Linked DNA regions of Mus musculus: region 1 is linked to region 2. A link is a contact called in public promoter capture Hi-C data. All regions are on one chromosome and are shown on one strand. The core of a region is the stretch at or near the end of the contact, and the rest is flanking DNA. Distances in the headings are between cores, read along the strand shown.

Region 1 (4,042 bases), core at 1,424-3,923, 800 kb after region 2:
ATCAGTAAGCCATGCTTTGTCAAAATGCCCTGGCTTCTGTTAGAACAGCTACATCTGCATAACTCAACATTACAGACCAGAGCCACTCATGATGCCTGGCATATATGAGCTGGCATGTATGATGCCTGACATGTATGAGCTGGCATGTATGATGTCTGGCATGTATGATGCCTGGCATGTATGAGCTGGCATGTATGAGCTGGCATGTATGATGCCTGGCATGTGTGATGCCTGGCATGTATGATGCCTGGCATGTATGATGCCTGGCATGTATGATGCCCAGCATGTATGATACCTGGTATGTATGAGCTGGCATGTATGATGCCCAGCATGTATGATACCTGGCATGTATGAGCTGGCATGTATGAGCTGGCATGTATGATACCTGACATATATGAGATGGCATGTATGAGCTGGCATGTATGGTGCCTGGCATATATGATGCCTGGCATGTAGGAGTTGGCATGGATGATGCTTAGCATGTATGAGCTGGCATGTATGATACCTGACATATATGAGATGGCCTGTATTAGCTGGCATGTACAATGCCTGGCATGTATTAAATCAGTTTCTGAACCAGGTGTAATGGCCCACACTCCTTATCCCAGCACTTGAGAGGCAGAGGCAGATGGATTTCTGTGAATTTTAAACAAGCAAACAAACAGACTTTAAAATGCTAGCTGGGTACAATGGCTCATGCCTTTGATCTTAGCACTCAGGAAGCAGAGACAGGCAGATGTCTGTGAGTCTGCAACCAGCCTGGTATACACAGGGAGTACCAGGTAGAGATACATATATGACCGTGTCTCAAACATACATACATACATACATACATACATTCATACATACATACACATGTCCCTGAGGAAGATACTGTCCTGCTGCCTGCTTAGGATGCTCCTGAAGCCACAAACCGTCGTTCTCACATTGTCCGTCACGTAGCTGTGGAAGCTGAAGTACTATTTCACATACTCAGTGATTTCCTGAGAATTCAGCTGCTGAAATTATTTCTGTCACCCCCTTGCTTATTATTTGGAGTCTTGCTGTCCTTCTATGGATGCCATTAAGTTAATTGATCATTAATTGATCAGTCAATTGTAGGTATCTTATATAGACTTGATCCCAGCACTTTGGGGTTCTACCCTGGGCACCCCGTATCCAGTTAAGAATGATGGACTTCCCTTTTTAGCAATGAATCACCGAGATTCAGGTGTTTTCCTTCCTTGTCACCTGCCACTGCTGATATTTTCCTCCTCTTCCTTGTTTCTCCTGTCACATGAGCACCCTCCCAGATGCCACTGCTCGGATTCTCCTACTGCTGCTCTTCTGTCTTGCCTTCGCTAGTATTGCCTCCTTCATGTTATAATTAACACTTTTTTATACTAATTTTTATGTTTTCTTCAGGCATGTTGGCTCACCTCTGCAACCCCAGCTCTTGGGACCTTGCCTCATTCCCCGATTGTTAGCATCTTACACTAGTGTGACACACTTATAACGGTCAGTGAGACAGTACCCATAAACCCATGCTTTGTTTAGATTTACTTACTTCTTCTGATGCCTTGGTTTTTTGTTTTTGTTTTTTTTAATATCCCAGTATCCCCCTAAGACTTGGTAGTTGTATCTCTCTAGGCTCCTCTTGGCTTGGATGATTTCGTAGATTTTCTTGCTTTGTTCCTTTTATTCCCTGGGTTTTGTTATCCTTGGTAGGTTAGAGGAAGACTGGTTGAGTATTTTGTAGAGTAGCCTCCTTTGAATTTGTCTGGTGTTTTTCTCATGGCTCACCTGATGAAGTTCCTGGGGGTGAAGTCATGCTTTCGCTGTATCGTGTCAAGGGTGACCCTTGTTATGATTAGTCCTGTTTGTATTACAGCTTTCAGTGGAGTTGGTCAGGCTTGGCTGGTGTAAAGTTCATCTTCGTTTCTGCCTTTGGAAGAAAGTTACTATGACCAGCCACACCTAAGGACTGTTGGCTCTTTCTAGAAGTCTCTAGAACCCCATTGCTGGGGTGCTGCCAGGGCAGGTCAGGAGGAGCAGGATCTTCACACAGTATCTACTCTTCCAATCCACGAGGACAACAGCTTTCATTTATGTCTACCTTTGATTTCTTTATCTGTGTTTTATAGTTTAGTCATGTTCTAGACATCTTTTTTAAAAAAAGATTTATTTATGTATGTGTGTGAGCACACTGTTACAGTCTTCAGACACACCGGAAGAGGGCATCAGATCCCATTACAGGTAGTTGTGAGCCACCATGTGGTTGCTGAGAATGGAACTCAGGACCTTTGGACGGGCACTCAGTGCTCTTAACCGCTGAGCCATCTCTCCAGCCCCTAGACAACTTTTAATACCTAAGCATTTAAGACCAAGATGGACTTGGACATGGTGTATTTTTAAAATCAAAATTTTCAATGGTTCATTTCTGACATACAGGTAGGTTACTGACTTGTTTTTTGAGGGTCTTGCTCTGTAGTTCAGGATGGCCTTGAATTTACTATGTAGTTCATGCTGACGTTGAACATCAGCAGTCTTCAGGTCAGCTTCTAAGCACTGAGCTTATAAACATCAAGCCTGGCTCTCTCTCTCTCTCTCTGTGTGTGTGTGTACAAGTGTACACATGTACAGCTTGAATGTATGCAATCGTAAGTGTTGCTCCTCAGGCGTGGTTCATTTTTTATGAGCTTCTACTTGCTAAGAATGAGACTGCTTGGCAGTGAGCCCTGGGGCTCAGCTGTCTGCACCTCTGTGGTGTTGCAATTGCAAGCACATGGCGCCACACCAGGCTTTTGGTTTTTTTTTTGGTTTTTGTTTTTTTAAGATTTATTTATTATGTATACAGTATTGTGTATACATATGCCAGAAGAGGGCACCAGATATCTTTATAGATGGTTATGAGCCACCATGTGCATGCTGGGTATTGGACTCAGGACTTCTGGAAGAGCAGCCAGTGCTCTCAACCTCTGAGTCATCTCTCCAGCCTGTCCCATCAGGCATTTCTTAATGTAGGTTCTAAGGATTAAACTTAAGTCCTCATGCTGAGCACCTCTCAGCCCTGGTGACTTGGGTTTGCCAGCTTTTCTGTGGCCTGGCTGTATCCTGTAGCTTCAGGGTTAGTGTTTTATTCCTTGGGACATGTTTTACATAGACATTCATGTAATGGGCCACAAAATTGGTTTTTATTTCCTTTCATGACTTGTAGGGCACACAGCTAGGGCTTCTTAGTACAGTGCTCTCTGAAAGTGGCCCCAAAGGACATCCTTGTGTTCCTCATCCAATCAAAGCACTCAGTCTCTTGCCGTTAAGCGTGCTGTTATCTACTTGCCTGTTTTAAATTGTTTTTATTGACTTGAGGAAGTGTCTCTCTGTACTAGTCTGCTGAGAGTTTTCCTTTCTTGTGTTTTATAAATATTTTAATAAAAATGAAAGAAAAAAATTCTACCTTTATAAATTATTTTCCTATTCAAATTATATGCACAAATTATATATAATTAATACAGTGTACTCTAAAGAGATATATTAAACAAGGGAGAGGTTGTACAGTATGTAATTATATAAACATAGGTGTATATAATGTATACTAGATGACTAGGATGTACATTTAATTTCATGGTATGTATATTACTTTTTCGTTTAAAGTTATAATAGGCCTGATACTTTTAATGTTCTTACATAGATGCAACATTGTAGGTGTGTGTGTGTTTCACTTAGATACGCTTTTAAATGCTCATTGGCTACTTATGTTTCATGAAGTTGATTCTCACATTGCCATAAGTACTTCTTATTTGTCACAGGAAGCCCCTGAGGAAGGCAGGGCCAGTATTTACCAGTCCGTGGTCATCAACACCTCCAAGGAAATGATGTGTTTCAGTGACTACCCCATCCCAGATCATTACCCTAACTACATGCACAACTCCCAGGTCCTAGAGTATTTCAGGATGTATGCCAAAGAATTTGACCTTCTCAAATATATCCAATTCAAGGTAAGAGATTTTGTTTTCTTCCTGTTTGAAATTGTTCATCGGGTCAATGAATTACGAAGCTTCAT
Region 2 (3,480 bases), core at 853-3,352:
GGTGAGTTCGTGGACAAAATGGATCATGGATAAAGGGATGGAGAAGGCAATGAGAAAATGTTCATTTTGGCCCAGATTCTGGGAAGAAAAAAATAAATTTCTCTAGCAAATCCCTAGTCACAGATTAACCTTGGACGACGGGTGGAGAGTGGAGGTGCTGGGGCTGGGGCATAGCTGTTGTGGATTCTCTCCTTAATGGAAATACCAAGTCAGGTAATTAACACAGACTGTAGGTTGTTAAGCATTTCTTTACCTTTCCAGGGTGTAGTCGGGCGCTGCCTGACCAAATAAAGCCTCGAACTTGAACAAACCGACCATCAAAAAGAAACCAGAAATGACATATTTAGGATTCAATGTCGAATCTTTTTGATGCCTAAGCCAGGGCTGGGCTGTGGCAGGCATGAGGGCATTAGCCTGGCATCGTAAGGCCTTCAGTTTCATGGCCAGCACCTTTTAGAAGCAAAACCACCCAATACGCCGTGCTACATCCCGTGCTCACACTTCATCTGCAGGACTCTACAGACAAGCCAGAGCTTACACTGCGCACTCCCAAGGGCAGGCTTCGTGCTCACCTTAAAACCCAGCACATTTAGGCTCATCACATCTCCGTGTTGGAAGTGGCCCAGAAAATCCCAACTCTGTCTCCCTAACAAAGGAGAACGGCTCATTATCGGCCCCTGTTCACAACTCCTGGCAAAGGAGAACACAGAAAGCGATTCCTGACAGCAGGAGGCCTTATCAAAGCTGTAAACGACTGATCTAAGACAGGGGCGGAGTTGGAGGCTGGCTCTCCCGTCCTCCTGGTCAAGTGATCCTGGGGAGGATTATTAAGCAGAGGATCTAAGCTTTCTTATTTCAAAGATGAAAACCATGTCACACGAAAAGGGCTAAAGAAAGGGATGATCCTATTAGACCTATATAATCAGTAGAGTATACCCTATAGGCTCCACATTAATCAGATCAGACTTAATTATAGGCACGATATTAACTTTTTATATTGTCATATAAAATGTTATAGTGTGTGTGTGTGTGGCACCCTGTGTCCCAGCCATAATGCTGTAAGAAAGATAATCAGCCCAGATCAAACATTGGAAACTGGAAGGGTCAGTTTCAACTCAGGTGTTCTGATCCTAAACCTAGAGCATCCCAGTCTACCCCCATGGCTTTGCAAGTTATATTAGAGGTTCAGAGAATATAGCCTAGAGACAGAAGGCAGCAGGAGATGATGAAGTGGCCCTGATGTCAATTTAAACTTCTTACCCACTGGCTTAGCTCACACCTGGGTTGAGGGCAAAGTCAAGACTCAGGGAAGACAAATGGCCAGCTCTTCATGAGTGGAGAAAAGACGAGGCCATCCAGCCCACAGCCTGGGGCCTGCCTGGTCTCACTGTTCTAAGATGTCTCCTGCTCTGAATTAGGAATGTGGGCTGAGAATCCAGGTGAGGATGGTTTGTGTGGGTGTGGTTGATAGAGATCAGCTGCTGCGGTGGCTGAGGCTAGCGGCCTGTTCAGCAACGCCAGGCCACGGGGGAACAGCTACTGCCCAGCTGCCTTCTTGAGAGACAGAGTGTGTGAAGAGGAAGACAGGTATCAATAGTTAGAGAACAGAGGCAGCCATCGGGAGAGGGGAGGGAGCCAGAAAGAAGCAAGGAGGCCCCTGAGTGAGCTAGGAGAGCTCTCCCCACAGTGGAGGTAGGACCCAGAAACAGGGCCTTTGCCTTCTCTGGGGCTTTGGCCTCTTGGTAGCTTTCCGGGTAGGAGTTGTAGTGTCTTGCTCTCAGGACAGCCTGAGTGTGGAAGATGGCTGGTGATTAGCCCCTACCTTGACCCTGGGCTAGGGACAGTGAGGTTCCTACTGGAATTGGGGATTGGTTGGGTGTGACCCAGTCTTCTGTTTATTAGATAGAACTGGAGAGGCCGAGGCACCCCCTCCCCACCTTTCTCTACTACCCTTCCCATTGTTAGGCTGGGGTGGGGGCGGGGCTTGATTTTACTGAGGCCTCTTGAGCATTTCAAGCTTAGGACCCTGCCAGCTGGCCGGGAGCAGGACAGAGGTCACTTGAACTCAGACCACACGTCCCTGTTAAATACATCAGCTTTTAAATCAATCTTTGTCCAAAGTCCAGTGAGTTCCAAGACTAGTAGTGTTCACAGCGGGGAGAATTTCCAGTGCGGAGCGGATCCTTCGCCACAGGTAAGAAGAGCGGTCTGCGACCTGCTGCCTGGGCTGGGGCCACTTATCCCTTCTCTTTTTGCTGGCAAGTGGCTGTGGGGGGGTTGAGGCCTCTGTGGTGGCAGGAGCACAGGTTAAGTGGGGGTGAGGATGGCCTTCCAGGGGTGTCACAGTTCTTTTTACTGGAGATGTGCAGGCTCTACTTCATGAAGGCATTGGTGGGCTGCTCGCTTCCCAGGGGTGTCGTATATATACGATGGGGTGGAAGAGGTGGGGGTGCTGTATGGAGATGCACAGCCAAGGGACAGAGACCACAGAAGTCCCAGGCCACGGGGAATTTTCTTCTGAGACTTTACTATCCAAGCATTTAGGGTATAAGGGAAGACTCTTCCAAAGGCAGCCAGCCCTTAAAACATACAGCCGAATCTAACTTCTACCGGTGCCTCTTCTGTTTCCCAAGACAGTGTTAGCCACGAGGAAAGCCACGGATTGCTGGGTTGACTGGGTGCAAATTCAAGTCTTCTAGTCTCCCTTTGGGAGAATCTCTCAATCTCTATCTTGTGTGAACCTGAAATGCCTTGAATTCTCCCAGATGCTTCTGTGTGTAGGCAAGCTTGGAAGGAACTCATTTCTCGTCATTGGGGCCTTTCCCTAAGGGTCCATCGGTTCTGGAGACTCCTGGGCTGGGTATGAAGACTCTCAGGTGGCCTTGGTGTAGAAGGCACCATCCTGTATCCGTAAGTCACAGGGCCCTTGCTGCCTCAGGTCACCATTGTCTAGTCACATAGAACCACAAGTTCTTTCATGTACAGACAACTCAGGGACGTTGAAGCTGTGGGTTATGGCCAAGCAAATTGTTCTCATCTTTGACTCTGGTAAGGTCTCTGCATATGGACTTGTTGATACTATCTTGTGTTCCTAGGCAGCTAGGGAGAGGGTACAGGTCTGGGAAACCAATGCCTAAGGAAGGTCTTGGTTCACTTATTAGATCTATGCCTCATCTCAATTTTGTTATACGTTGAAGGAAAGCCAAACACCATTTCCCAAAGGTTGTTCTAGAAATAGAATTATACATGTGAGTGTGTTTGAGGAGACTGAAAGTACAAATCTAAGCTGCTCACTCTTCAAATGATTAAATCCAAATGTGGCCTAGGGTAGCGGGAGGTGGCACCCATACATTTAGGAGACCCTGTGCTAGTCTTTTGGTGTCACTGAGCCTTTATTTTCTCACCAGCAACTAAAAGGAGTTGAGACATGATGTTCACTAAGGGCCTTCCATGTATAAGGTGGGTCTGTGCTTTGAAGGG

The links. Promoter capture Hi-C pulls out the DNA fragments that hold promoters and counts their contacts.
Region 1: a contact with region 2 is called in a promoter capture Hi-C map of liver, with 2.3 times the contacts expected there. The contact joins the enhancer-like site here to the promoter of Pdzk1 in region 2. A contact is called at or near these places in 8 of 39 promoter capture datasets (the 3T3-L1 cell line, cranial neural crest, hippocampal neurons and 4 more).

Annotation. Positions count from the first base shown.
Region 1 is chr3:97,631,723-97,635,764 of GRCm38.p6, forward strand. Fmo5 (flavin containing monooxygenase 5) reads left to right here. Exons shown (of 9, transcript NM_001161763.1): 3 at 3,789-3,977. Among named protein-coding and RNA genes, the nearest start is that of Fmo5, 4.9 kb to the left of the region's middle. Within about 2 kb of position 2,674, at least 27 of the 459 cell types and tissues checked have an H3K27ac peak or open chromatin away from gene starts, as enhancers often do. A contact at or near this core is called in liver, where this site is marked.
Region 2 is chr3:96,827,963-96,831,442 of GRCm38.p6, forward strand. Pdzk1 (PDZ domain containing 1) reads left to right here and starts at 2,103. Exons shown (of 9, transcript NM_021517.3): 1 at 2,103-2,194. 4930442L01Rik (RIKEN cDNA 4930442L01 gene) reads right to left here. Exons shown (of 2, transcript NR_015596.1): 2 at 1,864-3,480. It also overlaps a transcript of Cd160 not described here.